Regions from separate parts of the Pan troglodytes genome. Here region 1 is linked to region 2. A link is a contact called in public Hi-C data. All regions are on one chromosome and are shown on one strand. The core of a region is the stretch at or near the end of the contact, and the rest is flanking DNA. Distances in the headings are between cores, read along the strand shown.

Evidence for each region. A called contact is a pair of places that touch in the nucleus more often than the background predicts.
Region 1: a Hi-C map of a lymphoblastoid cell line shows a contact between it and region 2, with 2.8 times the contacts expected there. The contact joins the enhancer-like site here to the promoter of CLDND1 in region 2. A contact is called at or near these places in 3 of 7 Hi-C or Micro-C datasets (a lymphoblastoid cell line and stem cell-derived neural progenitor cells).

The regions. Positions count from the first base shown.
Region 1 is chr2:101,877,273-101,883,874 of NHGRI_mPanTro3-v2.0_pri, forward strand. It overlaps LOC134809579 (a long non-coding RNA gene), which reads right to left and starts at 84. Exons shown (of 2, transcript XR_010155662.1): 1 at 1-84. It also overlaps a transcript of GPR15 not described here. Within about 2 kb of position 4,484, at least 1 of the 24 cell types and tissues checked has an H3K27ac peak or open chromatin away from gene starts, as enhancers often do. A contact at or near this core is called in a lymphoblastoid cell line, where this site is marked.
Region 2 is chr2:101,832,451-101,839,181 of NHGRI_mPanTro3-v2.0_pri, forward strand. It overlaps CLDND1 (claudin domain containing 1), which reads right to left and starts at 4,378. Exons shown (of 5, transcript NM_001280537.1): 1 at 4,330-4,378; 2 at 2,614-2,923; 3 at 366-476. The coding sequence starts at 2,905. It also overlaps the pseudogene LOC104005652.

The DNA.
Region 1 (6,602 bases), core at 3,234-5,733, 45 kb after region 2:
CAAACTCCTGATCTCAGATGATCCATCTGCCTCGGCCTCCCAAAGTGCTGGGATTACAGGTGTGAGCCACCGTGCCTGGCATTCACTTTGTTATCTCTCAGGTTAAATTGAGTCAAAACTTCTGATTACAGAAGGCTGAACTAAGTATATTTCCTGAAATTTTGGAGTTTTAATAGTAATAGTAAACATGTATAAAGCACTTACTATGTGCTTGGCACTGTTTTAATTGCTTTACATTTGTTAACATAGGTCATCTTTTCTACTGTCCTATTGAGGTATGTATTATTTATACAGAATTACATTGAATTCTAACCTCAAAATCTAGCTACCAAGTCCATGTTCTTCAGCAGTTTGTGATATTTATGCTACATATAGTGATACAGTTGCAAGTATATGACCCTACAAGTGGATAAGAGTTTAGCTAAAACACTGCAAATAAATGAATAAACAGATGCAGGAAGTGGTTTGTTGCATAATAGGGAGTTTCTATCCATGTTTCTATAGTTGTGTCACCAAACCACAGGTTGGTACTTTGAAAAAAATCAGTGCTATAAAAGCTTTCGTATCATTAACATTCCTTAATTCTGAACTCAGTAAAAGCTTAATCAAAGATGGTATTAGGAGAATACAAGTTCTCTAGCATTTTTTATTTGTTTGTTTCCATAACTATAGGATTTGTTTTCAAAGAGTAACAACCATAAGACATTTACAGTTCCTTTCTTGAACGCAAATAATGGTTAGGGGCTGGAGGCACCTAAACTGTGAGACAAGGTATTGATTCCTATTGAGCTTTCATAATTCTGGTTGAGAGTGATGTCAGAGGCCAGACTATTTTTTTGTGTGTGTGTGTGTGTGTGGCAGGGTCCCTCTCTGTCGCCCGGGCTGGAGTGCAGTTGTGTGATCTCAGCTCACTGCAACCTCCACCTCCCAGGCTCAAGTGATTCTCGTGCCTCAGCCTCCCAAGTAGCTGGGATTACAGGCACATGCCACCACACCTGGCTAACTTTTGTATTTTTAGCAGAGACTAAACAGGGTTTCACCATGTTGGCCAGGCTGGTCTCAAACTCCTGGTTGCCAGTGATCTGCCTGCCTTGGCCTCCCAAAGTGTTGGGATTGCAGGTGTGAGCCACGGCACCCAGCCCAGACTACCTTTTGCTCAGCACTTGGCTCTGTGGGGGTGAGCAAAAACTTCAACCCTCCACACCTCAATTTTCTCATGCATGCAATGAGAATAACTTCCTCGGGGTTATTTCAGATATTGACTAAGTTAACTTAAGTAATGTTAGAACACTGTCTGGCACCCTCAGTGTTGGGTATTAGCACTAGCTGGTGTGAAGAGAGATGGAGCATATAAATGTAAATTTAAGTTTACAAAGAGATAAATAATTTGACTGAGTGTTATGTGAGAGTCAGGTGAGAGTTACAGATACCAAATATACCTGGGTTTAAAGAGAGGTGTGACTGTTATGGGTGGCAGTGTTGTGGCCCACAGGGGCAGACTCTCAGGGTGAGGATACTTGAGCAGGGCCAGGAAATGAATTATTTTGTTCACCTTTGATGTGGCCCACATTCAAATGCTTCACAAGTACAACGTTCTCAGCTAAGCTAAGGTGGTCTTCAATATGCACTTGACCACAACGGAAAAAAAAAAAAACAAAGAATGAAAAAGTTAAACAACAGGTGGGAAATCAATGCTGAATAAAAAATTAAAATACGCAAAAGTTAACATGTTATTTCCTTCCTAAATAAAACACATGTGCATACAAAAATACATGTATAATATTCTGATATATTTATAAATACCTATCCTTGAATTGTTTTTCACTTTTCCAGCCAAATTCCCTCGTCAAATTACTGAATTTTCCTAGCTTAAAAATTATTATTTTTGATTTTGACTAGAGAAAGTGAAAGGCAATTTACTGCCACATCTATCTATATTACATAAACATACATGCTCATATATACTTTCCACTGGGAAGGGAAGAATCATGATATGAAAATGACTAAACTCTTTCTCTCTGACTGATCTAGTCTCCTCTTCTTCCTACCTTTAAAGTGCTGAACAGTCATTTGCCCAGCTTTCTATGTATCAAATATCTGATTGTTTGTTTTAATGTCTTCAGTGTGGCTTTAACTGATTTCCTGAATACCTAATGTCCACATAACACTTAACAGCTTGTAAAACTCTTTCCCATATGTTATTTTATTGACTTCCCACAGTAATTTTTGGAGGTACACATTACTCATTCTCTTTTACAGAGGAGTTAAGAGTAGAGTCTGTGTGATGTCCCCTAAATCACACAGCTATGACCGGTCTGAAATATGGGCTCAGGTTGTATGGGAATACTACCAAAGATTTCAGAAATGATCATTATGCATTCACGGGTCCTCTGGTGCCTGGTTATAAAGTAAAAGGGTGAACAATTCAGATTTATATTTGAATCTCTGTCGATAAAGTTTTTTTGTGTTACAGCCACTTGTTTTACTTTTATTTCATTTTTTTTTTTTTCTTCTATCTGAAAGAAAGCTAGAGAGTTATTTCCCCTCACAAGCTTCAAAAACCTGCCAGGCAGAGACTGATTCCCACAACCCCTCTCTGTGGTCTGGGCTTCAGGGAACAAGAAGTAGAGTGGCGGACCACATTCTTCCTCTAGTAGCAGAGACACACTGGACCACTGGGTCCTGGGAAACTTTTCTCAGGGACTGTCTTTATTGCTCCACTCTCACGACAATAACACACACTCAAACAAGCACTCACGTAACCCTGTATACAGCTGCATCAGCACCCAGAAAACGTGGCCTAATGTAGCAAAGGTAATTCCTACCGTAAAGTCCTTTAGCAGAAATGGTTCACGATGGGCCTGTAATAATGTAAGGAATTTTTACAAAGAGCCAGGGGTAGGGCACAGGGAGAGGGTGGGGAAGGGCCATTAGGGGAGATGTAAGCGGAACACTCAAGATGGACCAGGAACTTATTTGAAAGCGGTAGTTAACAACCAGAAGGGAGAAGAATTTCACCCAACCCAGGAAATAGGAACCCGTGGCCTAACGACCCCTTGGGAATCCTGTGTCTTTAGCGTAAGGCGTGAGAAAAAAGGAGTAAAGTGAAGTATAACTGAAGCTTCAGGAATTAGAGAAAATGGAAAGGGTGTATGTAGGAAGGAAAAGAAAGACAAGGTGGAGGTTAAAGGCAAGTTGCAGGTTTTAGTGGCATGGTGATTAATTTTATGTCAACATGGTGGGGCCATAGTGCCCAGATATGTGGTCAAACGTTATTCTGGGTGTTTCTGCAAGAGTGTTTTGGGTGAGACTAACATTTAAATAAGTGGACTTTGAGGAAAGCAGTTTGCCCTTTATAAAGTGGGTGGGCCTCATCCAGTCAGGGGATGTTCTAAATAGAACAAAAGACTGACCTTCCTGAGCAAGAGAGAATTCTGGCAGCAGGCATGAACTGCAGATTTGGGACTTGCCAGTCTCTATATTCACCAATTCCTTAAATAAAGCTATATACAGACATACACACATGCATCCTATTGGTTCTGTTTCTCTGGAAAACCCTAACTATCACAAGCAGGCTGTGGTCATCAAGCTACATAGGGAGGGATATGAGGCTGGTGAACAAAAAACAGGGATATAGCAGGAAGCCAAACTGCGGCTCTATTAGGCAGGCATTTGAACACTGACCTTGCTCTTGGCCTCATCTTAATTTCCCACCATTAGTTTCCCTTTGTCAACTTTTCTTATTTTCAATTGAATTCATCTCACTATATTTTATGCATTATTATATATGTCACCTTAAGTCCTTTCTGGGACAAATTAGAAGTATAAATAAATAGATTATTATCATCTGGAGCAATTATGTAAGACTAGATTTAGATTCTCTACAAATAAAGAAGAGACATGAATTACACAAATCTAAGAAAAAATGATGAAGAGATATAGATGATAAATGACATAAAATTTAAAAGATGTGCAGTAGAAATCTAGGTGTGTATGCAAGGGAAAGTAGTTTAGTCATAGGATAGAAAGTATTGAGATTAATCAAGAGGCTAAAACACCAAACCACAGAGATATAAGCAAGCAGCAAAAACTCTTCATTTAAAAAAAAAGGTTTACAAATCAGAGAAAATGCATTTTGTGTTAGTATGCCCACCTAAATTTTTTGAACATTATATAATTAAAATATTTTCTGATGGGAGAAAATTAAAAGGTTCAAGAATGAAGATGTACGAGGTCATGAAAACATAATGCTGTGTTCTCTTTGTACATATATACAAAGACTATAGAGTAAGACTTCTTACTCTAAAAAAATTCTGAACTAATAAAAATTCAGGTGTACTTTTGCCCTATGTCAATAAGATGAGTTGATGGGATTTCTGACTTTACCTAAGATTATAGCAAAGCACTAATAAATTGAAGAACAATCAGCAGTTAACTTAGACTTTCACACCACAAAAGCAGAGTAAGAATGAGAGGACTCCACCCCAGCTACCCACACAAGAACCGGGCCAGGGTAAAATCAAACTCTGTTGTGGCCTGAGACACAGGGTTTGATTTTTACCCTGGCCAAGTTCTTGTGTGGGTATCTGGGGTGGAGCTACCCACACAACAGGAACAACATTGAGAGGAAGCCCAAAGATTTTTCAGGGAGAAGCATTCTTCAACTTGTTACCCATTTTTCCTAAACAGAAAGTGTCTTCAGTCTCATGCTTTTGCTTATCCCTGTGGTATTTACACCAATCAGACCATGAAGTGATGATGCTGTGGTGGCAGCACAAAAAAACTGTGTTGGAGTTTTGAAGCATTGATAGCATTTCCTTCAAGTTGTCACTAAAATATAATTTGAAGAAAATAAGGTAGACCTGTAAAAACCAGAATATGCTTTTCTTTTAGTGTCTTTCTATACAAACAGAAATATACCCAAGTTCCTCTGGAACTCACGAGATATCTTCATGATTGAGCCAGAGGGCTGCTGTGTTTAGAAAACATAACCCTAGACACAGTGATCATTGATTTAAATGTAACTTCTAAACTCTCAAGCAAAAACTTGAAAAAGGTCACACATCTGGACCATTGTCCAGCACCCACTTTATAAAATACCTTCCCCTGTACCTTGAGGTGTACAAAATCTGTGACTTAGTTTGCATTTTATAAACAATAGTTTTACTTATTATTAACATAGACAGAAAAGACATTTGGGCACCATGTATAAAGTTCTATGAATCTTTAAGAACGATTGGAACCTATTAAAGAATACTTTTCTCAGAACATATCTTACTTCTTAAAGTTAAAACTAGTTAGACGATAACGTGTATTTAATTCAGCTCAACAGTGAGGTCAAAAACAGGAAGAGGTCTTTAAGAACAGTGGTAATGTAATGGCAACACATGATAAAAATTAATGTAACAGAATGGAAAGTTTTTTCTAATAAGAAGCATCTATATGATAAAAATATGCACAATTAAAATGTTTTGAGGGCTTAAAAATCCATGGCCTTTACTCTTTAATATTTTTATTAATCTAATAAATAAAATCAGTTAAACAATCAAATAGTAGTAAAAGGTTATGACAAAACCCAGCAATTCCCTTTCCATTTCTATTCACCTCAGCCCTGCTGCCCAAAAGCAACAACTTTTAAATCTTTTTGATTTTTCTATTTACCTCTGTATTTCTAAGTTTAATCTCTTATCTGTTCTATTATATATTCATTAGAAGCCTGCCTGTCTGTGGTCTCTTTACTTATTTTTTCTCTTTCTCTTATATTTGGAGATTTTTCCTCAAATATCTGATGACCCTGGCTATCTATTATTCTTTCTAATGTTTTCTCATTGATTCAAGTAATTTTGTTTGCTCTTATTTTTATTATAAGTTCTAGGGTACATGTGCACAACGTGCAGGTTTATTACATAGGTATACATGCGCCATGTTGGTTTTGCTGCACCCATCAACTTATAATTTACATTAGGTATTTCTCCTAATGCTATCCCTCCCCCAGCCCACTACCTCCCAACAGGCCCCGGTGTGTGACGTTCCCCTCCCTGTGTCCAGGTGTTCTCATTGTTCAACTCCCACCTATGAGTGAGAACATGCAGTGTTTGGTTTTCTGTCCTTGTGATATTTTGCTGAGAATGATGGTTTCCAGCTTCATCCATGTCCCTGTAAAGAACATGAACTCATTCTTTTTTATGGCTGCATAGTATTCCATGGTGTGTATGTGCCACATTTTCTTTATCCATTCTATCATTGAGGGACATTTGGGTTGGTTCCAAGTCTTTGCTATTGTGAATAGTGCCACAATAAACATACATGTGCATGTGTCTTTATAGTAGCATGATTTATAATCCTTTGGGTATATACCCAGTAATGAGATTGCTGGGTCAAATGGTATTTCTAGTTCTAGATCCTTGAGGAATCACCACACTGTCTTCCACAATGGTTGAACTAAGTTACACTCCCACCAACAGTGTAAAAGCATTCCTATTTCTCCACATCCTCTCCAGCATCTATTGTTTCCTGACTTTTTAATGATTGCCATTCTAACTGGCGTGAGATGGTATATCATTATGGTTTTGATTTGCAATTCTCTGATGACCAGAGATGAT
Region 2 (6,731 bases), core at 3,128-5,627:
TTTTCACATATACTTATCTGAACTCAAGCAGTGGAAAGTGTTTAATTCAAATATAGGAATGTATAAGTTATCTCAACTAAATTTCCTTTTATTAAATGGGCCCATTAATAACATCTTTTGAAGGTCTAGATCCCATCATCCAATGAAGTAGTTGGCCCTGTCAACTTCAAATCATTTGAAATTTGGTAAGCATGTATCTAACTTCTAAAATATCAACAGAATAGAGTTCACTGGATACTGTTAGAGATTTTATTTCACGTTGGCACAATCTACTAACTCATCTTATTCCAAAAACATAGTCCAAAAAGAGACAAATAAAATTATCTTTGTTCCCCCAACTGTCCTGGTGAAATCAAAGTACTCACAGGTCCTAAGGAGATCAATCCCGCTATTGTGGTTTCCGGGATCAACAAATTTCTCCATGAACTGCTCAGTTAGTGTGAAACTCACACATTTTGTGACCACATCAAATGACTCTGGAACAAGAACAATTGCCTGTTGTTTTAATTATAAACATTTAACAAAAATCTCTTTCAGTAATTATTCTCTGAAGTAAAAAGTAAAGGATGTTTCCAGAGGGGTCAGCAACTTCTCTGGCCCTGACTGACACACAGGTTTCATAGATGTCCAACGGATGCCACTGGTTCTCAGTGGCAGGCTGAAGAGATAGGCACAAGGAAGAAAATAAAGTGGAAGCAGTAAAATGAATGGCAGAATAGCTATGTAGAAAGCCTAGGAAGAAGGGGAGGGAACAAAGACTGAAATGAATAGGAATGTTGATCTTCTCATGCAACCGTGCTTTACCAACCATATCCCCATCTCAGGGAATGCCAAATCCACACTTCCAGTTCCTCAGACCAGAAACTTTAGAGTAATTCTTGTACATTTACACTCCATCAGGAAATCCCAGGAATTCTTCCTTCAAACTATGTCCAGAATCCAGCTGCTGCTCAGTGCTACCATTCTGGTGTGAGTCATAATCATCACTTAACCTGAATTACTTCTATAGCCTCCTAACCATAGTCTTCTAGTTCCCACCTTTGTCTGCTGCCTCTGTTCTCACAACAGCCAGGGTGACCAGATCATGGCTCAGCACTGTATTTGGAGTCAACACCAAAGTTCTCATTCTGCCTAGAGTCCTCCAGGATTTGCCCCAGTCCCACTCCCAAAGTAGGTCTTTAACAGCATACCCAACTTCCCGTCTCTCCCTCCATTCCAGCCCAGTGGCTTCCTTACTGGTCCTTGAATATTTCAGGCATGCTCCCGCCATAGAGCCTTTGCAGTAGATGTCCTTTCCAACCTAAATGACTTCCTCCCCATTTACCCATATGGCCAACTCTTTTGTCTAGTCTTTAACTACATTCTTTACTCAAGTGGTGTCTTCTCAATGAGACCTACTTTAAGTATCCTATTGAAAATCATAACCTATGGCCACCAATATTCCTTTTCCCACATATTTCCAAATCCCTTTTGTGTTCTATTTTGCCATAGCACATGTCATCTTTTAACATACTGAATAATTATTTATTCTGTTTATACTGTTATATTCTGTTCACTGCCTGTCATCCTTTATCAGAATGCTAGCTCCCCAGGAGTAAGGATTTTGTTCTTTCCTGATGTTCTCCCAGCTAAGAGGCCCTGGAACATGGAGACATGCAATAAATTATTTGTTTAATGAATGACTAAATGGTAACACTCCAATTCCAACTCCAATTTCAATATCAAGTGCTCCTGTAACCTCATAAGTCAAACTGAACATTTTACAATGAATTTTAACCAACTTTCTCTCCTTTCCTTCCAAATTATCTTTGTTTCCAGATATAGTGACATATTATCATCCTTTTGAAATTTCATAACTCAAGCCTGTTCTGCTATGATTTGAATACAATGCTTCCCCACTAAGGGGCCAACAGAAGTAGTCATAAATAAACTGTAAAGTTGTTCCTTACAAAGAGTTCTAAAGCTACCATTTTAATAACTGGAAATTAAAATCTTTAAGTGTTAAATAAGAATGCCTGTAAAATAAACCTAAAAATCTAGTTTTGGGTTTTTTTTTTTTTTAACTTCTGTAATACAAATTTCTTAACCTACCAACTCTGCATCAAGATTGTTGTAAAACAGTCTCATAATTACACAGATTAAATGTAGAGCTGGTCAAATTACAACCTCTAAGACACACGGGCAAATGATAGATATGTATTATAATACAGCTAACCCATAAAAGGACAATTTTTTGAGTTGATTTTCGATGGTAGTCCTTTTACTAGTTACCAAATATTTTTAAAAGTCTTTCGATGTACTTTTCCAACTATTTCTTTATAACATGTGTTAGAGTAATGAAAAGTATTTTAATGAGTGAGTAAATAAGAAAAAAAAAAGCCATTAAGGCTTTCCCAAGATAAGAAAAGTTCCTCATCCAACCAATATTGATGAGTACCATGGTAATGCAAAGAAGTTGGGGAGAGAAGGCAGTAGAAAGAGAAGATACACGATTTATTTCTTTAAGGAGAGAGAGAACCAACAAACCTGCTTACATGTAATTGGGCAATCATTACGTCGTTTTGTCTATTATTAACCAGGTGAAGAAGACAGAAGTTAAAATAAGAGAAATACCTGTCCTTTCTGGTGGGCTATACCAATGCATGTTTTTGGGTATGGTGATACACCGTCTCCACAATCCCACTGTGCCATTGTATCGAAAAAGTGCATCATTATAAGTCTTTTCATCTGCCTCATCACTAATGAATTCATCCCAGATGCTTTTATTCAAATCACTGGAATTTTCTTGAACTGGACTTCGATATTCATACCAGAAGTCTGTGCCAATGGAGGCTGCCATGTAGATGGTGGAAATGAGGCTAAGCACACAAGCAATTACAAATGCTGTAGCAAAACGGTTATCCATTCTGGCATTCAGACTGCTCTGTTTAAAAGTTGAAGAAAGAAGATAAGTTAGACTTTACGGACAAATAAGAAAGATTATTTTGAATTATTCCAAATGCACCCTTTACCCAATTCCCCATCCCTTCGTACATATAACCATTAAGAATTTTTTTTAGAAAGCAAGCATGTTTTTAATTAAGCTTAAAACAAAACTCATTCTCATAAAAGTACTTATTGAATGCTCACATACCCAGGATGCTACGGAGACAGAGGTCTTGTTCTCTAGTCTATCACCTGCATACTAAAACAGACAACACTGAAATGGACATACACATTACAGATACAAACAATAGACATGCCCATGGTCAGCAGTGTACCGTGCACACATTTTAAATTACAGACTGAATTTTTGCACGAGCTGCAGAGGATTAAGTGTTCTGGGTTTGAGTGTTAAAAAGGCACAGGAAAAAGAAGCAGTGGAAATTGGCTTCTCCCAGTTTCCTCTGAAGAGGGAAGCCTCCTAAAACAAAGGTAAGAGTCAGGAGCCATACGGAAAACAGAGTTGAAGATGTTTGTTAACCCCGAGGGAAAGGTTGTTCTAGGTGTATAAAATAGCAAAGAGAACAATAACATGTAATAATGCTAGATAGCAATCTCTCCCTAATCCATTAAAGCTAAGCCAAGCTTCTTTACGCTGCCAAATGCTTCACTCCTATCTACTCTCCCGATTCCTTATACTTCTGAACCTTCTCAACAGAAATCTTGCTCTCTCCCTAAATCCTAAGTGCAACATACGTCCGCAAAAACTAAATGATCCCTCCTCAGCCAGACAGAAAACTCTCAACATATCAACACTCCCAAGGCGTGGACAGGGCTCAACGGCAGTAGTAAATGGCCGCGGTAAAATGACTCAAGGCGGATCGCGCTGAGTCAAATACTACACGGCAAGTATACACCGTGACCGCACCAAACACCTTACAAAGGTGCATGAAAACAGACTCGCAAACTGGGGTTGCTGAGTTTGGAAAATGGGAAGTGACTCAGGAAAGATAAGAGCAATGACAACGAAAACTCAAAAAGTTGGATTTGTATTTTGATTTTTTAAAAATCCCCCCTTCATCCAGGTGCTCTCAAATGACCTTAAAGGGTCCCAGCACTGGGAACGGCGGTTCGTCCAAGCCGGACGCCTGCAGCAGCCACCTCCTGGGCCTCACGGCAGGGCCGGAGAAGGCCAGGGCTGGGGCGGGGCAGCCGTGCTCGGCCCCGGGCCAGGGTCCCCCGGTACCCGACCAGGCCCCGCCCTAGAGGGCTCGGCCCTGGGACAAATCCGCCGCTCGGAACCCGCCCAGCCCGACCACGCTCGGGAAGGGGGCTCCTGTTCAAACCGCCGGGAACATGGAACCGCGACGCGACCCCTGCCCGGCGACGCAGGTCCCGCTCACTCACCGCCCATCCTCCTGCTCCGCCAGCTTCACCCTCTAGCTCAGACCACAGCACCCTACTCTCCCCGCGCCTCCTCTGACGCACTTCCCTGCAGAGCCCGCCCCCTCCATAACTCCCGCGCCTCCGCCCGCCCCCACTCCGGGCCGGGCCGCGGCCCGGGGCCGAGGGGCCTTGTGGGAGTTGTAGGAGGGACAGACTGAAAGCTGTCTGAGGCGGCGATAGGCATTCCTGGCGCCGCGCGCGGCGCATTGTGGGAGATGTAGTTCAGCTCCTCAGGGCAAGCCGGTACGCAGAAGGGAAGTCTAGGCTGTTGGATTCTTGCATTTTAGGGAGGAAGGGAGAATGGTCCAGAAAGTAAAGCGGGCCTGTTTCCGGTCATCTCGAGTCAGTGACCGTGACTTGTATAACTTAGATCTGACTTTTAGGCCTGTGCTTTCCCTATCACACCACCCTGCCTCTAGATCTAAGTATAAATGAACAAAAATGGGATTCTACTTGTGAAACGTTGACCCATTTTATTTCCCTCTCCCAGAATCCCTCCCATTGGAGCAGAGCATCCTTCTGGTTTTATTGCATAAGTTTAGGCTAAGAAGTATGTGACCTGGCAGACAGTATCCATCAAGAATGTAATGATATTATTTGGGTTTCATAAAATGTGTTTGTAGCTGCCTTCCTTTTATGACAAGTGATACTAGTTTTCTACTGCAGCAATGTTGTTCCTTTTAAATTCTTTTCACTTAATTTAAAAACTATTAAGTTAATAATACTGAGGATACCAGATATGTCAAAAAATGAATAAAAAATTGTGGGTATAGTAGGAAAAAGACTGAAATTTGGGGAACATCACTCAAGCAGATAAGGTCATGGACAGCATTGGAGATTGCAGATGATGTGTGGCACAGGGGCAACAATGATTCTGAACCCTCAGGTTTAACACAGAAATTCATGGACAGGAAGCAGGGACATCTTAACAATAACATGAGTGGAACCATTAACGTGGCCTGGGACCAGCAAATGGTGGATTTCTCAACAGTAACCGACAGAGAAAGCTGACTCAAGGACCAGAGGGGCTCTCAAACCCCTACTCTGTCCCCTAATGCCTTGTAATTTAGCATAGGAGAAAGATGGGAGCTGCAAGTTGATATTAAATTTCTACCACTTTGACAGATTAAAGGCATGATATGTTTCTCTATCTCTACTTACATTTCTTTGACCTGAGTGGGTGAAACTGATATTCATATGCAGCACATAATAAGGTAGTAGCCAAATATATTCAAACATGACTCTGGATTTTCATATACAGCATATAATAAAAAAAAAAATTTGTCAGAGGCACCAACTAGAGAAAGTGGCGGAGAGGCACAGGCAAATTGTCAATGTGTAGTAAGACACATAAATGCCCTTATACTCCAGGAAATGTCTTCATCCATTGGCCTTCATTAGAAATCCCCTATTTTCCGCCGGGCGTGGTGGCTCACGCCTGTAATCCCAGCACTTTGGGAGGCCGAGGCGGCAGATCACGAGGTCAGGAGATCAAGACCATCCTGGCTAACACGGTGAAACCCCGTCTCTACTAAAAATACAAAAAAATTAGCCAGGCGTGTTGGTGGGCTCTTGTGGTCCCAGCTACTTGGGAGGCTGAGGCAGGAGAATGGCATGAACCCGGGAGGCGGAGCTTGCAGTGAGCCAAGATCACGCCACTGCACTCCAGCCTGGGCAACAGAACAAGACTCTGCCTCAAAAAAAGAAATTCCCCACTTTCAGATTTACCTCTCCACTGAGATCATGTGGTCAGTAAACCAGGCAAAAGATAAGTTTAAAGGAGAGAGAAGAAACAACTTCAGTCTACAGATAAAGGAACTAGAGAGAGTAACTGACTTGGTAGCAAACTTGGATATTAGAGTAACTGACTACCATGGTAACACACTTGAATATACTCATTTTGTGACTTTGGAGAATTAACCTTCTTTAAGTCTCGGTTGTCTTTTCTCCAAAATATGGATGTTGACAGTAGCATCTATCCCACATGATCATTGTGAAGATTGAGAAAAACATATAAAACGCCCAGCACAGGACCTGAGGTTTAGGAAAGAATCATTAAGTTATTAGTATTTGCAAATATTTGTTGAATATAATATTTGAGTAAGCTTAGTGAGAACAGTCTTTTTTTTTTTTTTTTTTTTTTTGTATTCTATTACAGTTCAAATCAGTGTGGCTGGTTCATTTCAACTCCTTCACTACCAAACTAGGAGGCAGGGACTGGCTTCAGTATTTCTGCCTTCTCTTTTTCACTGATGACCAGGGTATAAAGATATCTGCTGCATCGAACTTTAAACTTCACATTGTCCTTATTTTTCTTGATCTTGACAGATTCAGCATCCTTTCATCGGGCTGTGAACAGAAAG